Linked DNA regions of Mus musculus: all the other regions are linked to region 2. Evidence: chromatin contacts called from public HiChIP or PLAC-seq and promoter capture Hi-C data. All regions are on one chromosome and are shown on one strand. Each heading gives the region's core, a stretch centred on a gene start, on an enhancer-like site or on the middle of the called end of the contact. The rest is flanking DNA. Distances are from core to core; before and after follow the strand shown. Region 1 has its middle 23 kb from the start of Itpripl1. Region 2 holds the start of Adra2b (adrenergic receptor, alpha 2b). Region 3 holds the start of Mrps5 (mitochondrial ribosomal protein S5). Region 4 holds the start of Itpripl1 (inositol 1,4,5-triphosphate receptor interacting protein-like 1).

Region 1 (4,179 bases), core at 476-2,975, 200 kb after region 2:
GCTAGAACTCAGACACTATTTGCCCAAGAATTAAGGCCAAAGTTGACAACGAGGAAGTCATGAAACTAAGAAGCTTCTGCAGAGCTGAAGAAATGATCAACAGAGTGAATAGGAAGTCCACTAAATGGAAGGGAAGCACTCCTAGCTATGCATCTAACACACACACACACACACACACACACACACACACACACACACATATATATATCAACAAGCCAAAGTGGAAATAAATAAATAAATAAATAAATAAATAAATAAATAAATAAATAAAGGACCCGTTCAAAATGGGCCTTGGAATAGAGCGTTCTCAAAAAAAAAAAAAAAAAAAAAAAAAAAACACTTTATAAGGAATTGTCTGGAATGAACTACAGTCTAGAAATGGAGGGCACACCTCTGACCCAGAGGCAGGATGCAACAAGTTCAAGGGGCAACACACATCCTTAATCCGAATCCTTAGACACAGTCTTAGTCTGAGCTCCATCTCCTGCTGGGGCCTCCGTGAGAGTAGCAGAAGAAGGGAGATGTGTTCATTCTTCCTCTGCTTGCACGTACTTGACAGCACATCTGCTGGAGCCCACTTTTTCAGGATTGCACTTTATACAGAAGACCAGCTGAAACATCCAGCCTTGTGGGACTGAGCAACGACTAGAGTTTTAGGCTTTCCATTCATAGCTGGTCATTGTTGTGTTAGTCAGACTGCAACATAGAAGTCTCTCTCTCTCTTTCTCTCTCTCTCTCACACACACACACACACACACACACACACACACACACTAATACAGATCTGCTCTCTGCTCCCTCTTTGTGGGGAATTTAGTCTTTGCTTAAATCTCCACACTATCATATAACACACAACTAGCAGCTTTTTCTTCTCTTTTATTTTTCTTAGAAAGAACTCAAGATGTTTGCTCATCTATGTGCTTTCTGATTCTCTTATATATATATATATTTTATTATTATGTATTTTCCTCAATTACATTTCCAATGCTATCCCAAAAGTCCCCCACTTCCCTACCCACCCATTCCCATTTTTTTGGCCCTGGCATTCCCCTGTACTGGGGCATATGAAGTTTGTGTGTCCAATGGGCCTCTCTTTCCAGTGATGGCCGACTAGGCCATCTTTTGATACATATGCAGCTAGAGTCAAGAACTCCGGGGTACTGGTTAGTTCATAATGTTGTTGCACCTACAGGGTTGCAGATCTCTTTAGCTCCTTGGATACGTTCTCTAGCTCCTCCATTGGGGGGCCCTATGTTCCGTCCAATAGCTGACTGTGAGCATCCACTTATGTGTTTGCTAGGCCCCGGCCTAGTCTCACAAGAGACAGCTATATCAGGGTCCTTTCAGCCAACACTTGCTAGTGTATGCAATGGTGTCATCGTTTGGAGGCTAATTATGGGATGGATCCCTGGATATGGCAGTCTCTAGATGGTCCATCTTTTTGTCTCAGCTCCAAACTTTGTCTCTGTAACTCCTTCCATGGGTGATTGTTTCCAACTCTAAGAAGGGGCAAAGTGTCCACACTTTGGTCTTCGTTCTTCTTGAGTTTCATGTGTTTTGCAAATTGTATCTTATATCTCGGGTATCCTAAGTTTCTGGGCTAATATCCACTTATCAGTGAGTACATATCATTTGAGTTATTTTGTGATTGTGTTACCTCACTCTGATTCTCTTTAAGATCTGAGCTGCCTGCTGTAAATTTCATTTAAAAGTGGCAACAGAGCAATTTTCAGGACAAGCCTGACATCTAGTGGTTGATGTTGTTAAGTTAAAATACAGATCTTTCACCACAGATAGGAAGAAACAGGTTATTTGAAGCTAAAAGTGAGTGACCATGCCAGTGAATGTAGATTCAGCCTTCTCCAAAAAGCTAAGGTTCCCCCATTAGTATATAACATTCATGGTCACAGAAAAAAATATTTCAGAGTCAATGCAAGCATCAGATATAGTAGAGAGACTCTACTATAGATTTTATTTGCTGTCTTACAGCCAGCAGGGCTTAGGGTTAGAGGGAGTTTGTGGCTTCCTCCAAACACTGTAAATGTTTGGCCTGAAGGCCACAAGGATGCATGGGTACATAAAGACTAGACTAATAGATGGAAATGACTCATGATGACCAAAGACAGTATTTGCTTCAACAATAAAACTCCACTTCTCAGAATCATCAAGTTCCAATCAGTCACTCAGTACTTAAAACCTTCAAAACAGATTTGACATTTCCAGAAAACCTAGTTTCACAACTGAAAAGGAAGCCATATTCAAAACCCAGAGCCACAGCAGGCATTCAAATAGAGACAGCACGATAAGAAAGGAGTTAACATTCATGCAAGAGAACACAGTGACCTCAGCATATCCCAGGGGATTCTGTCTTTCGACATTTTTGTCACTTCCTCTTCATCACAATGCAGAATATCTGACCCTGCTTATGTTTTGTCATTTAAAAGGCCTCAAAAAGTTACATATTATTCTCGAATCTTTTTACTAAAAGTAAATGCAGTGTGTACGTGTAGAAAATCTGGGCTTGGCCAGGAGATCATCACAAATGAAAGCTGTCTCAACTGAAGCCGTCCTATGAAAATGGGAGGAGCAATTATATCCCTAATGCTTCCAAACGCCCCTGCTAAAGACTGTCACTTCCAGCTTTCCCTAATGAGTACAAGGCCTGCTTAGAGTTTTCAGTCCTTTCTCATTCTATTTCTTTGCAGTAAGTACCAGCCCCTGCTCTGTGAAGTATTCCTATATCCCTGAACACTCTGGAATTCCTGTCACATGCTCTGAAGCCTCTAGACCTGGTCCTACCACATGGCTTACTTGCTGGACTCCACAGCAGAAGACTTTCTCCCAGCCTCTTCAAGCTCTTGCTGGAAACTGTTTTTCTGTCTGTCCCTCACACTTGAAGAAAGTTATGCCAGAGCTTCTTTTAATTCTGTTCCTAAATTCTTTTTGGCAGGAATTTAAAACCCCAAGAAGAGGAGCCCTAACACTCCTAGCAATGCCCTCATAGCGTGAGCCTAAATAAAGCTCTTCCTCCCTCAAAGCGCCTCTTGTCAGGGCATTTGTCTCAGAGAAATGGACAGTAACAGATAAAGAGAATCCCAATGGGACTAAGAAGTGGGAAAAAGCCACTTTGGGTTGTGCCAGCTCTGAGAAGTCACTAATACTCTGATCTCACAGGCAGCCATTGTGCGGAATGACAGACAGTATAATGAACTCTCTGGGGCTAGTTTGTGTCCTGTACAGAGAGCTGTTTGGTGGTGATCTGTAAGAGTTGGTGGTTGGATTGGATTTGGACTTTGATGGTTGTTTGGACCTCGGCATTGTCCATCAGGTACACTTCCAGATAGTGAATTCTTTCCTGCTGTTTTCTTTGCGCAAGCTCAGAGGTCTAGATTTCTGTTTATGTGACTTTATCCATTTGGGGGCTTTGTTTTTCTGTTTTGTCTTCTTGATTAATTCATTTTTCTTCTTGCCCTAACTTCTACCCATCTTTGTTTCTTCCTCGCATGTTTCCTCCCCACTCTCTCTTTTCCCTTCTCTTGCTCTCTCTCTTTCTCTTTCTTTCTTTCTTTCTTTCTTTCTTTCTTTCTTTCTTTCTTTCTTTCTTTCTAGCTTTCTTTCTACCTTTCTGTCTTATTTTCCTTCAGTTTCTTTGCTTTTTTGAAACTAACTTTCTTCTCTGTGTGGCACTGGCCATCCTGGAACTTGCTCTGTAGCCTGGGTGATGTTCAAACACATATTCAACTAATCATCCTTCTGTCTGTGCCCTGTAGGAAAGTTCATTCTGGTCTGCAGTCCAGGATATCCTTGGACCAGTTCACTGCTCTGTGTAGGACTCACAGCCCCTGGAAAACAATCATGCAGTGCTGGTGATTTCCAAGGAAACTGAGAAGAAACAACAGGCTTGAGAGAACCTTCTGGGCACAGTCAGAATGTCAGTCCAAGATGCCTGACTCCAGGTGTACCTATGAGATGATGGGATAGTGGCCCTGCTAGCAGAAGAGAAAAGCAGGAGGACCTGACCTACTGCACGTATCCAAGAGATATGTAGCTGACCCGGTTAGAGGCAGCAACAGAAGACCGAGAAGTAGTGAGGGTACATCTGGAGTCCAGAAGTGAATACAGAGATGACATCAACAACTCATTTGGACAGTTCTGCTGCAGGACCCCATAGCATCCGTC
Region 2 (4,493 bases), core at 970-3,469:
TGAGACTGGTCTGGGCTACATGAGACCCTGTCTCAAAAAAAAAAAAAAAAAAAAAAAAGAAATGAAATGAACAATAAAAGAGAAGAGAAGAATATGATGAGAAAGAAAGAAAACCACCACAAGTGGCCTGCCAAGGCACAGGGGGTCTCCAGGAAAGGGAAGCCTGCCTGTTGGCTTACAGGTGGCTGGGAGGGAGGTATTCTAATCAGCCTTGGCCACGTTCGAGAAGGTCCAAGCTACCCTTCCTGAAGAGAGAGCAGGGAAGAGGTATCCCACAGTACAGTCAGCAAGGGAAGGTTTCAAATGAGCCCCTGGGAACAGCACATTTGTCCTTTCCCCTTCAGGGGTGTCTGAGGATGAGGTCTGCAAATGGGCCCCAGGGAAATGGTCACATAGACTGCGGAGGTGGCAGACTACCACCGGGTGGTCCTGGCACTAACCCTGCCTGGCACTGGCCCGGAGCAGGCAGGCTCACCAGCCAGTCTGGGTCCACTGCCGGCAAAGGATCCTTCGAAAGGCACGGCGGAAGTCCTGGTTGAAGATGGTGTAGATGACAGGATTCAAAGAGCTGTTGCAGTAGCCAATCCAGAAGAAGAACTGGAAGAGGCCATGGGGTACCTTGCAGTGCTGTGGGCAGATGGCCCCCAGGCTGTAGCTGAAGAAGAAAGGAAACCAACAGACCACAAAAACACCAATGACCACCGCCAGCACAAAGGTGAACCTCTTCTCTCGGCTCAGCTGTGTCCGACGGCGCCACCACTGCCCACTGGCCACACCCACATTCTTGCTCAGAAGCACCTGGCCACGTAGCGTGGCCAGCACCCGGGAAGTCTGAGGCTGCTGCAAGGGTGGGTTGAATACTGAGGCAGGAGAAGCTGGCAGTGTTTGGGGTTCACATTCTTCCACCTCCTCTTCATCCTCTTCAGCTCCCTTCTCTGCAGTTGCCCCACTAGTCCCCTTCTTCTGGTCCTGGACTGATCTGGGCAGGGCAGACCAATTGGGTGGCAAAGCCCTGGCTTCGGGATCTTCAGGGGTCTCCCCCTCCTCCTTCTCCCTTGGAGGCTTGGGGTGTCCATTAGCCTCTCCGACAGAAGATAGAGGAGAGACCAGGGTGGGCACTTTAGCCGAGGCTGGAACTCCCCCGGCGGCCGGATGGGGCTTCTTGGACTCACCCTCCCCAGAGCCCCTCTTAGCTCCGAGACCTCTGCAGTGGCTGCGTTTGGCAATTACATAGATTCGCAGGTAGACGAGAATCATGATGAGGCAGGGAGCAAAAAAAGATCCGATGCTGGAAGCCAAGATGTACCAGGCTTCTTGGTTGAGCTCACACTGGGGGAGCCCGTGGGGCTCTGGGCGCTGGTCGCCCTTGTAGATGAGGGGCGGTAGAGAAATGACGGCTGCAATGAGCCACACGGTGAGGATGATGCATTTGATGCGGCGTGGAGTGCGCTTGGAGTTGTACTCCAATGCTCGGCTCACTGCCCAGTATCTGTCCAGACTGATGGCACACAGGTGCACGATGGAGGAGGTACAGAAGAGCACGTCTAGCGCCAGGTAGACCTCGCACCACGCACGCCAGAAGTACCAATAGCCCAGCAGCTCGTTGGCCAGAGAGAAAGGGATGATAAGAGTAGCCACTAGGATGTCGGCTGCTGCCAGTGACACCAGGAAGAGGTTTTGTGGTGCACGGAGAGAGCGGCTGGTCAACACAGCCAGAATTACCAGCGCATTGCCGAAAATGGTGAAGAGGATGAGAAAGGTGATGGCCGACGCGATGGCGGCGGTGGCCTGCACCGAGTAGGGCTCCTGGTGGACCATGGCGGGGCCGGACATGTCCAGAGAGAAAGATGCTGGCCAAACTCACAGTACGCAGGAGAAAGCGCCACCCTAGCTCCGCTACTGTTGGGGGCCGTCCCCCCAGGCGGTGCAGATGGCTCTGGAGCACCGTAGCCTGGCCGGAGGTCCGGGGACACCCAGGACCATCTATCGCTCTCTTACGTTCTCTGCCACTGGTGCCCGGCGTCCCTGCAGTCCGCCCCAGAGAAGTTTTCCAAGTTGTCTCACTGCCGTCCCGGGACCAGAGGAAAGTCGCGCCGTCGTGCGGCACAGCTGCAGGACTCACAGAACCGACTGGGGAAGCGCACCCTGCTCTCGGTAAAGGCGCTCTCTCCCGGAGCCGCGCCTGCAGTCAGCCCTCCGCGCAGGGGCGTGAGGAGGAGAGCCAGCACCGCGGGAGGAGGGAGGAGATTGGGGGCGGGAGCTGGAGGAGGGAAGGAGGCGGGGCGGGCGATCCGACCAGGGTGGGTGGAAGGTGCGCTTTGCGGGACATGGACCTGCGACGCACATCTTTTACTCGCCCCGGGCCCCAACATCTTTCTCCTTCCCGCCGCTGCGCGGCCGAGTCTAGAGAGCAGGGAGTCTGGGGTCGTCGGCGTTCTGGGAAGAGTATGTACCGAAGAGAATCGGTGCGTGCTGAGACCCGGAGCTGGTCTGTCCCAAGGGTCCACTTGCCTTCTGTCTGCGAGTCTAGGACAGAGCACCCAGATCGATAGACTGCTTTTGTCGCTTGCAGCAGCCCGACAGAAAAGCGTGTAGGAGAGTGTTGAGCTCTTAAGCATAATAAGCCACACCTCCATCCAGCATCCCAGCAACCGAGAACCTTAGGGGCCGGACCAAAGTGGGGAGAGAGTTCCAAATCCCCTTTCCTAACGCTTCCCCACCCAAACACCACTAGGTCTAGGTCAGACTTGCGAGGTGCAATGAGTGAGTCTCTGTGCTGCGAGCGCCCTCTGCTGCCATCTGAGTGCAAGAGGCTAGGGGCCGATGTCCTCGCAGGTCCCAGACACACACACACACACACACACACACACACACACACACACACACACACACACACACACACACACACACTAACTACTCCTTGGTGAGAAGCGACTAGTGGACTTCAACCACCCTATTGCTGCTTCCTTTTTCTCCATTAAAGGCAAAAAAAAAGTTAAAGTAGGAAGGGAAAACTGGAGAGATGGATCCGTGGTTAAGAGTGCCTCTTGTAGAGAACCTGTGTTCGGTTCCCAGCAGCCACAACAGGTAGCTCAAAACTGTAACTCCCGTTTCAGGGATGGTATGCCTCTGGCCTCCACCTACACTCCCCTGAACATAGCCACACAGAGACCCATACTTTAAAACAAATCTTAAAGAGGGAAACAGCTTGACTCAAAGCGCAGGTTTGGAGAGGAGCCTCTTGACCAACGGAAAAGGAGGTCCCTCCTCCAGAGCGGTGTGAGGAGATCTCTCCATAGCTCAGAAAAAGTCAATGTGGGTGGCTCAGGTGTAGAAAGGAGCCGGCCTTGGCCGCCCCAGATGTTCATGCAGCCTATCCAGTGGGAGAACAAGTTTGAGTGCTGAGCGCTTGCTCTTGCAGAGGACCCGATTTCAGTTTCAAACCCCTTTCCATCAGCTCACAACAGAATGTAATTCTAGTTCCAGGATATCTGATGACCTCACTTGACGCCACAGGCACCAAGCGCACAGGTGAAACATAAATACACGCAGAAAAAAACAATCATACACAAAAAAATAATAAATCTTTAAAAAAAAAAACTTTGAACTGGGCCCTGCTCCACCCCCAGCCTCAAGGAGGTTTCTCCACAGCTTGTGTGAAAAGAACCAGGCCTTGTATTTACAGCTCCTAATTCTGAAGGGCACTACATAAATATATATATATGAATCCCTAAAGATGGAGTCCACTCCCAAATCTCACCTCAAGTCAGTGAGTCTACTGGACTTGTCATGGCCACCACTGTGAGATCTCAAATGTGACCGTTGGGTCCCCACAGACCAGTCTTTCCTCAACTCAGTCTCCAGATCACCATGCCTAGCCACATGGGGACACTTTGAGCAATGCCTCCCCACCTCAGGCCGAGCTGCAGCTAGCTCTCTAGTTAGGTGGGACTGTCACAACCAGAGAGGGTGGTGCCATGTAGACCAGGCTTGAAAAGGACAGCCATTCACCTGCCCCTTTGAGGCTGTAGTCTTGAGACAGGTCTTACAGACCATCACGTTGGACAGGGCTTGAGTCCACAGCCACAGGTGATGAAGAAGTCCTCGTAGCCCCATTTACTGAGAAAGGGCTGAGGGTGGTCGTGGGAGCTTGAGAAGTAGCCACTGAGGCAAGTCCCTACTTGTCCCAAGCAACCTCCAGCCACACTCAAACTGAGAGAAGACTTCACAGATGATCAACGTCAGATGGGATATTTTATGGCCCATTCTCCTTAAAGGGCCAGGTCTCCAGGATCCTGCAGGAAGAGCAGCCAAGGTTGCCCCTAATCCCACCTTACTCCAAGCCCCACTGACGAACATTCACCTTGTTCTTCCCTGAAGGGGCAACTCTACATCTACCAAGTGTCAGGACTCACCAAGTCGGGTGTCAGCCCAAGATGACCACAACTTAAGAGAGGTGCTCTCCTATCCTGCAGCTAGGAGGGCAGCAGGAG
Region 3 (4,366 bases), core at 1,727-4,226, 220 kb before region 2:
CAAGGCAGACTTCGGGGGAATCATCACGCTGCTCTCTGGAGGTTCCCTAGCATAGGTGAGTAGAGCGTGCGCATGCGTGGTGTTGGGAAGGGCGGAGCCTCTTTCAACAACAGCTCCGGGGAAGCCCCCCAGATCCCCACTCCTGCTCCCTCTGGCACCCACCAGCCCTCACTCAGCGTGGCGTTCTAGCACCGACTCTGACAGCAGAGCTGAGAAAACTCATGTATGGAGACAGCGGGGCAGTAAAATCCAGATGGAGGAAGTGCAGGTCTGCCTCTGATCATCAAAAACTAAACCAGACAGAGGCCAAAGGTCTATAAAACTCGTAAACAATCACAACCTTGGACTTGGCAGTGGTTTCTTAGATACAACACCAAAAGCACATGCTACCAAAAGGGAGAGGGGGAAAACAGATGAATGAGACCATCAAAATTTCAAACCAATGTGTTCAATGCTAGAAACAGCTTGGCGGCACAGCTCTTGCCTGATGTGCACTAGGCCCTGGATGCTCAAAAACAAAAACCTGTGTTTCAAGGAACACTATTAATGTCAGGTATACTAGTATATCCCAGCATTTGAGAAGCTGAGGCAGAAGAATCACTGTGCGTTTGAGGCTAGACTACATTCATAGTGAGAACCTTGGCAGGGGAGGGGGTCTTAAAAGTTAACATGCAAAACTCTTTAAAAAAAAAAAGTTTATGCACAGTGCACATGCCTTTTATCCTAGCCTGGAAGCAGAGACAGGCTGACCTCTGTGAATTCGAAGCCAACCCGCTCTACATAGTGAGTTTCAAGATAGCCAAGACTACACAATGAGAGCCTGTCTCCAAAAATACTTTTTTTTCTTGCAGATTATATATCTGACAAGAGACTTATTTCTAGAAAATGCAACGAAGTCTTCCAAATCAAGAATAAAAAGTCAACCCAAGTGACAATGAACAGGAAGTAACCTGTTAGTACAGGCTCACAGACCCTGCTATGAGAGAGACTGGAACAGGAGGATGGGAAGTTCAAACCCAGCACCGGGCTAGAGAGTGATTGCAACAGCAGCCTGGGCAAGCTGTTGAGATATGTCTCAAAAAACAAAAATTTACTTCTTGTTTCTGTGATAACATATCCAGGCATAAGGAACTTAAGGGAGAAAGGGTTTATTGGGGCTCACAGTCCCAGAGAGATTCAGACCACCATGGAAGAGAAGTCATGGCAGCAAGCAGTGAAGACATGGCGGCAGAAAACCACATCCACACCCCGGAAGCAGGTGATCAGGCGTGGAAGGCAGGTGATGAAGCTCCCTAGCCCACCTCCACAGACTCACTACCTCCAGCATGGCTCCGGCTCCTAAGCATCCATAACCCATGGCTCTACCGACAGGATCCAAGCCTTCTAACACTCGAGCGTGCAGCTCAGTTGTAGAGCATGTGCCTAGCATGCACACGGTTAGATCAAGTGTTTCCCTCTAATCTAGGAAATTCATGGTCAAGAACCACACAATCAAGTTACAGGCGCACACAGACAAAAGATTTGAACAGATATTGCTTCAAGAACATACACACATGGCTATTAAGCGCATGGAAACGAGCCCATTAGAAATCAAAGCCACAAAATTAGTATATCGTCACAGCTTGGTTCTCTGAACAGGACAGACAATAACAAGTGCTGGCAAAGAGAAACTGAAGCCCCTACACAGTGCCGGTGGAGCTGTAAAATGGTACAGCTACTTGGTAGTTAGTTCCTTAGTTAAACACTGAGGTGTCACTTCAACCAGCAATTCCACCCAGGAAATACCCACAAGAGGACGGACATGTGCACAGACAGAAGCACAGCATCCAAATGTTTTAACATCAGTCCTAACAGCCAAAAGATGGAAACGGCTCAAACGTTCATCCGCCAATGAGTGGATAAACAAAATGTGGTGTAATGGACACAAGAGTATTATTGGCTCACAAGCAACATGGGACTGGTATGTCACAGCAGGGACAAATCCTGACAACACAGCATTATTGGCAGATGCCAATCGTAGAAACCAGATGCCCAGAACAGACAAGCTATGGACAGATGGGAAATAGATCAGTAGTCTCCCAGTGTTGACGGCTAGTGAGAGATGGCGAGGGGTGGGGGCAACAGTTAAAAGGTACAGTTGTTTTTTCTTTTGGAGTGATGAAAATGTTCTCAAACTGACTGTGATGATAAATGCACCGTCTACAAAAACACTAAAACAAAACCTTTGAAGTGTACACTTTAGATAGATCACCTGCGAGCGCTAGTGAATGTTACAACTTACTATGGACAGAGGCCTTAATGAGATGGTTTCAACGCCGGCAAAACAAACGAAGGCTCAAGTCACATACCCTATCAAGTGATTTCAGGTTAAATATTGCAACAAAATGAACTTTCTGGACCAGGACCTTGAGCACAATGTCCAGCGCGAAGCTATTCCTACAAGCCAACGCCATGCTAGAGATCGGCACACAACTGAAAAGGGCGGCAGGAAGACGGTGACAGCAAAAGTATATTCTGGCAAACGGATCGGCCCAGACGCTAAAATGACAGCTAGTTAATCTAACAGACTCAGTAAGAGTCTGTTAGACTTTTTGCTGGCGGCACTCTGACTCGAGACAGGGATTGACATCACCCTATGAACCACAGACTATGCTTGCTACATTCGCTCCTCCTCACAGAGTGGGCCTGAACGGTCTCCCTGGCCGAAAGCACACTGCCCAGTTCACTCCTTATACTCTCAAACGGCGCGACCAGAGAGGGACAGAAGGCGCGCAAGGTCACACAGCCGGCCGGACCCGAATGGGAGACTGAGATCAAGGACTCGGCGACTTCTCGCGTTCCTGGAGCCTAGACTCGACAGACCCGAGGGAAAGACCCCTGCTCGCGCGCGCTTTCGGTCCGGGTCCCAGGGCTCACCTGCCTGCAAGCTACACAATGCAGGGAGACAGCCTGCAGCGCGTACGGCCGCCGCCATGCTGGAGCCGGAGCAGCGACTCCGCCTGTCTCTGGAACCGCCTTCCTCACCGCCTGCAGCAACGAGCTGCGACCGCGCCTTGTCACAAGTTCGTCGTCAGCGCAGAGAGGTGTGCTGAGGCTCGAGGGCCACCATTCAGCGCACACGGAAAACTGCCCTCGTGGACCACAGAGGAAACTGAGTCAGGCTCAGCCTCGGACAGCTGCTCAGGGGTCCTCGCGCTAGGACCCCGGGCAGGGGCGGGGCGAGGGCGGGGCTAGCTCTGGGCTCTTTTCTCTGATAGTAGCCTAATGGATCACATCTCACCAGTAGCAGGCTTGACCTGGCAAAGTCAGTTCTGCGGAACCGGGAAAGAGTCTGGGAACATCGGGAAGGAGCCCGGGGGTGAATGAGACAAAGTGTGGGAAGTCCGTAAAGGCCCAAAGTTTATTAAACATATGTTGCCTTTGTTGTGTATTCATGGTACAGGTTGTTCACACACAGTCATGTTCCAGCCCGAGGCCACGGGTTTTACCCCACCTGCTCATGGCTTTACACTATCCATGCTTGCCCAAATGAGTCACATATGATGGTTCTGGACTCCTCCCCTGAAACTTTAAGCCTGCAATAAACTGTTTCTGTGTTGCCCTGGTCATGGTGTTTTGTCACGGCAATAGAAAGTAACACAGGGGCTTTCTTCATTAGCTTCTTGGGATTATCATTTAAGGCTTCTACCTTTCCTGAGGGCAGTGGTTGTTGGGCAAGCCACATTTGCTACCTAATGTCTTGGTCATGATTCGAAACACCTGCAGTCTCTGAGCAAGTTCAGAATTGCTTGTGAGAGTGCCTTGGCTACTTTGTAAGTCTTTGCAGCACAGGCTGGGGAGGCTTTAGTTCATTCAGTAAGGATATCCATGAAGACCTATAGGCAGCTGAAGACGTGGCAAGACTTGGTAAACTATGTCCTCCAAATCTGTCACAGGTTCGTGACCATGTCTGAGCACATACCATGCAGCCCCCAAGAAACTCAGGAGCAGACTGGAAGAATCATTTTCCTGAGAAGAGGTGATTGTATGTTTCTCCTGACCTTGTCCAACCAAAGTATCACAGGGCTCTTTTACAAGCTCTCTGGGAACATAGTTGAGGATTTCTGTATGCAGCCATCCTTCAGAATTGCAGAAGAACCCTTTCACAGCTGCCCTTTTCACTGCCTTAGGGGCAGACCGAGGCTTACAAGAGATCCATGAGACTGACAGAGGCGAAAGGGATCAACAAAAATTAGACAGCAGTGCTGAGACCTTGGCAGCCTAGTGATATGATTTATTCCCTCTACTGACAAGCCACCCATTTAGTGCCCCCTGTAGCCGACATAGCAACACTGGAGAGTTTCTGGATGCCATGCACGAGAGACAA
Region 4 (4,409 bases), core at 1,409-3,908, 220 kb after region 2:
CATCTCACCAGCCCCTCAAAATTTCTAGAGTCTGACACAAGGTGGTTTATTTCAGGCATATATAAGTACAGTACAATTTGAAAAACAAGTTTCTGGTATAACACACAGTCCCGTGTTCATAAGGAGGCATAATTACATTGAAACTCTTCTCAAAGTACATGTCGCTTCTTCCATGCAGATGGGTCCTAAAGATAGGCTGCATGTGTTATCTTAGGGACCCAAGGGGAGGATCTGGTGTGGTCTCAGCCATACAGATAGCACAGAGGTCATCGAGACTGTTAGTCACCTCCATTCCCAGCCTTCTGGGCAGAGACCAGTTGTACATTCATGGAGGAGACAGCCCCATACAGTGTTTAACATTCCTAGCTTCCCTAATGCTCTCTGTGAGCACAAGGACCTTTGTGCTCCTAACACCTGTCCAACCTTTGCAGGGTCTCATGTAGCCCGGACTGGCCTGGAGCTTATCCCCTGCCTCAGATCTCCCAAATTCTGGGATTATAGTCCTGTGCTATGATGTCTGGTTTACAGTGTTAGTTTTTAGGGGCCACAGCTGAATTTACTTCACAGAAAATCTACCATATTTCTTTGCTTAACATGGGTAAATAAATTCCCACGATGTTAGAGTTCACTTGTTAAAATGAGTCACCTGGAGGGTTTCCTATTTATCCCACTATTAAGTTAACAAAATACAGGTTGGAGCGGCCTGGAGGAACAGCTCAGCTGCTAAGAGTGCCTGTTGCTCTAGCAGTGGGCCTGAGTTTAGAGCCCAGCACCAGTTTCAGGGGATCTGGTGCCTCTTCTGATCTTCATGGGCACTAGGCACCATATGTAGTACACGTACATACATACAGGCAAACACCCATACACATAAAAAGTAAAAATAGAAATACAACTTGGAGCTGGGCATGGTGGTATACACCTATAATCCCAGCACTTGTGAGGCAGAGGTGGTAGATCTCTGTGTTTCAGACCAATCAGGGCTTCAGTGTAGTGAGACCCTATCTCCAAAACAAAACAAGTTGGGGAAAAAAAGTGGTGGTGGTGGTGGAAACAAAAGATGTTCACTGATAATGAGATAATGAGATAAATGAGATAAAGAGATATTTGTTAATTCAAGTGTGATCTTTAAGTGAGATAGCTTGGTGGAATTTTTTTTTTTTTAAAGACTGATTCACTTTAAAAAGTTGTGTATGTTTTGCCCACATGAACTCTGTACCTAAGTCCATAGAATAAAAGGAGGGTGTCAGGTTGTCGGATTCTCTGGAACTGGAATTACAGATAGTTGTGAACCACTTAGTAGCTGCTGGGAACCAAATGAGTGTCCTCTAGAAGAGTAAGTTCCCTTAACAGCTGAGCCATCTCTCTAGCCCCTTGTTGTTTTTTATCTATTTATTTAATGTGTATTGGTGTGTTTGCCTGCATATGTATGTTCACTGCATGCACAAGTCACAAACAGTTGTGAACTACCATGCAAGTGGCTGGGAATCAAACCTGAGTCCCCTCAGAAGAGTAGTCAGTGCTCTCAACCGTTAGGCCATCTCTCCAGCCTCTTGTTGGGGTTTCTTAACATGTAGTAAGCCTTGTCGTGCCTTCACACTTTATGAAGTTCTCTTTGCTATGGACGTAGGATCAGCAGAGCTGCCTGAAGGCTTAGGAATTTTTGTTTTTTGTTTTTGTTTTAGAGGACCAGGTTTCTCTGTGTAGCTCTGGCTGTCCTGGTACTCTCTCTTTAGACCATGTTGGTTTTGAACTCAGAGAGGTGCCTGCCTCTACAGCCTGAGTGATGGCATTAAACATATGTGCTACCACTGCCTGGCTAGGTTTAGGGTTCTTACCTCTATGTGACTAGTAAGTGACAAACAATGCTCCAAGGCAGGTCTTTGAGTGACAGATGTCCTTTCCTAAGAGTCACTTTGATTAGGGAAAGATACCTGATTTGGGGAAGTGACGTCTATAGTGGGGTATGCATATACCTGTGCATGTGTGTGTAGTATTGCATGTGTATGCTCGGACCTGCCTCCTGTGCACCTGGGTGCAAAATCATCGTCTTTAGAGATCTCTACTTTGAGACAAGGTCTCTTAATAAAACCTTATACCAGTCACTTAAGCTCAGTGGCTCTGTCTAGCTCCATTTTTTAAACTTTGGATTAGAGGTGGATGTCTGGGGACCCAAACTCACATTATCGTGCTTGGGCAACAGGCTCTGTACCCAAATGAGTCATCTTCCCATCGAGTGAGGCTTATTAGTGGTGCCTAAAAACATCTCATTTCCTTTTTCACCTTGCATAGAGCCAGAGGGAAGTGAGAATGGCTTTTCCCAGTCCTTAATTTCTTTCTCACCTTCCCACCCAAATTCTCAATAAGCACACATTGCCCTGGTAAAAGAAACTTGGTGGGAGTGGCAGCAGGCACTTCAGCCTTGTGCCACGGAATGAAGCAGAATAGCTGTGAGCGCGTGGCCACAGATGCTCTGCTGTCCCTTCAAACCCTAGGGGGGACGACTAGAAACAAAAAGGTGTGAGGCCTTAGGGAGGGAGGGCCCCATAGGGAGGAAGGGCCCCATAGGGAGGGAGGGCCCCAGCTCTGGAAGAGTCCCTGCCTTGGGCCCCGCCTCTTGGCTTCGAGCAAGGGGTGGGGTTTGTCGGGGCGGAACCCCTGAGGCGGGAACCGCTGTGGATTGCTGGAGTCCGCCGGGACCAGCACCGCGTGGTAGTCGCTGCAGTCCGCTGCCCGCAGACTTTGGACCTCGGAGACATGGTCTGTACCCAGAAAGAGCTCGTCAGGTGGACTCTCTCAGTTTGTGTGGAGTATGAACTGGGAGCATCGCGTACGCCCGGAAGAAGGCGAGGGCGGCCAGGTCGCGCTGTCTCTTTAAGAACGCTCTCCTGCTAACTGAGACCGTGAGTAACTGAGCCCCTAGTTCCAGGAGAAACCCTTAAATTTGGGTATTTTATTGGGTCAGGAGAGATGGGTGAGTTTGGGGGAAGTTACTAAGGGTAGAGGGGGGCCTTCACTTTGAAGCAGGGCCGGTGGCTCGGGTATTTTGAACATGGAGGGGGCAGTTGGGCTTAATTCCAAAGCGAGGAGTGCCCCTCACCTGAACTCGATGGCCATGGTGCACTGCCTTTCATGACTCAAGAAGCCCCATAGCTGGTGAATTACTGGGGTGAAGGCCGGAAGCTTCAGGTTTCAGTGGTTGGGCAATGGGGCCAGGGAATCTCTGCTACTGTCTGTCAGTTGGGTCTTGGCCCCTGAATTCTGCAGGCACTTTCCTGGACTGAGAAGTGCAGCTGGACTGATGGCCATATGCTAGCCTGCCTCAGAACCTCATCACTGTAATACTAAGGAGTTGGCAGCACAGTGCCAAGTCTGGCACCTGCAGGGCAGAGTGGTGAGGTTAAGTGGTCTAATGACACAAGGTAGGGTTGTGAAGTCACAGAGGAAGTGGGATGCTGCAGCTAGGGACTGAAGCTGGCTACCCAAGGATGGGGAAGACATTGCCCGAACAAGATTCTGTGTTTTCTGCCTGTGGAAGGGAGCCTCTGGGACTGGCAGGGCATATCTGGGGCCCGAGGTGGACCGATGAGTCGGGTGAGGCCACCCCACTGTAAGGGTCCCCCTTCCCATCTTATACTGGAATAAAAACAGTCTCATGTCCCCTAAACACCACCCACGGTATGTGGAAGGAAAGAGGTTGACTCAGGGTACATCCTATGGTCTCCACTTCCTTTCCCCAAGGCGGACCGTTCTTGCTAACTCCCACCCTAGCTCTATGCACTTTCTGTTCCTCCTGAGTAGTTGGCATCCAGGATTTGAGGTACCAGGGCTCTGGGGACTCTGTGCTGGAGAACAGATGTGCCCCGGAAATCACCACTGATCCCCACCCTCCTACTCCTCCAGATGCAGAGGCCTCCATGGCTGTGATAAGCCTCATGTTCTTGGCAGTGATGTATGTTGTTCACCACCCCCTGATGGTCAGTGACCGCATGGACCTGGACACGCTAGCTAGGAGTCGGCAGCTGGAGAAGCGAATGAGCGAGGAGATGCGGCAGTTAGAGATGGAGTTTGAAGAGAGGAGCCGAGCCGCTGAGCAGAAGCAGAAAGTGGAGAACTTCTGGAGAGGGGATACATCCAGTGACCAGTTAGTGCTGGGGAAGAAGGACATGGGATGGCCCTTCCAGGCCGGTGGCCAAGATGGGGGGCCTCTGGGCTGGATACTGGGAAACCTGTGGAATGCAGGCCTCTTTTGCCTTTTTCTCATCTTTGAGCTCCTACGACAGAGCATGCAGCACGAGCCAGCCTTTGAGTCCAGCAGCGAGGAGGAAGAGGAAGAGATCCGTGTCGTGCCCGTCTCCTCTTACACCCGGCTCTCTGATTTTCCCTCCCAGGAAGCCCTGGAAGCCTTTTAC

Evidence for each region. Promoter capture Hi-C pulls out the DNA fragments that hold promoters and counts their contacts. HiChIP or PLAC-seq counts read pairs in DNA pulled down with a chosen protein or histone mark. Capture Hi-C pulls out chosen DNA fragments and counts their contacts.
Region 1: a contact with region 2 is called in a promoter capture Hi-C map of pre-B cells, with 3 times the contacts expected there. The contact joins the enhancer-like site here to the promoter of Adra2b in region 2. A contact is called at or near these places in 1 of 39 promoter capture datasets (pre-B cells), 18 of 484 Hi-C or Micro-C datasets (B cells, the BV-2 cell line, CD4 T cells and 10 more) and 3 of 9 other capture datasets (adipose tissue, liver and pancreatic islet).
Region 3: an H3K4me3 HiChIP or PLAC-seq map of embryonic stem cells shows a contact between it and region 2, with 18 read pairs. The contact joins the promoter of Mrps5 here to the promoter of Adra2b in region 2. A contact is called at or near these places in 8 of 39 promoter capture datasets (the 3T3-L1 cell line, cranial neural crest, embryonic stem cells and 5 more), 1 of 15 datasets of contacts at CTCF or cohesin (large pre-B cells), 1 of 484 Hi-C or Micro-C datasets (embryonic stem cells), 12 of 115 datasets of contacts at active chromatin or transcription factors (the 230-238 cell line, bone marrow-derived macrophages, embryonic forebrain and 4 more) and 3 of 9 other capture datasets (liver, macrophages and pancreatic islet).
Region 4: a promoter capture Hi-C map of liver shows a contact between it and region 2. The contact joins the promoter of Itpripl1 here to the promoter of Adra2b in region 2. A contact is called at or near these places in 6 of 39 promoter capture datasets (the 3T3-L1 cell line, the HPC-7 cell line, hippocampal neurons and 3 more), 10 of 484 Hi-C or Micro-C datasets (CD8 T cells, embryonic stem cells, group 2 innate lymphoid cells and 4 more), 5 of 115 datasets of contacts at active chromatin or transcription factors (the 230-238 cell line, the HPC-7 cell line, embryonic stem cells and 2 more) and 3 of 9 other capture datasets (adipose tissue, liver and pancreatic islet).

Annotation. Positions count from the first base shown.
Region 1 is chr2:127,164,032-127,168,210 of GRCm38.p6, reverse strand. No RefSeq gene overlaps it. Among named protein-coding and RNA genes, the nearest start is that of Itpripl1, 23 kb to the right of the region's middle. Within about 2 kb of position 1,725, at least 16 of the 459 cell types and tissues checked have an H3K27ac peak or open chromatin away from gene starts, as enhancers often do. A contact at or near this core is called in pre-B cells, where this site is marked.
Region 2 is chr2:127,360,905-127,365,397 of GRCm38.p6, reverse strand. It overlaps Adra2b (adrenergic receptor, alpha 2b), which reads right to left and starts at 2,219. Exons shown (of 1, transcript NM_009633.4): 1 at 1-2,219. The coding sequence starts at 1,818. The coding sequence ends at 472.
Region 3 is chr2:127,586,036-127,590,401 of GRCm38.p6, reverse strand. Mrps5 (mitochondrial ribosomal protein S5) reads right to left here and starts at 2,976. Exons shown (of 12, transcript NM_029963.2): 1 at 2,917-2,976. The coding sequence starts at 2,974. It also overlaps a transcript of Zfp661 not described here.
Region 4 is chr2:127,141,706-127,146,114 of GRCm38.p6, reverse strand. Itpripl1 (inositol 1,4,5-triphosphate receptor interacting protein-like 1) reads left to right here and starts at 2,658. Exons shown (of 2, transcript NM_001163527.1): 1 at 2,658-2,900; 2 at 3,901-4,409. The coding sequence starts at 3,915.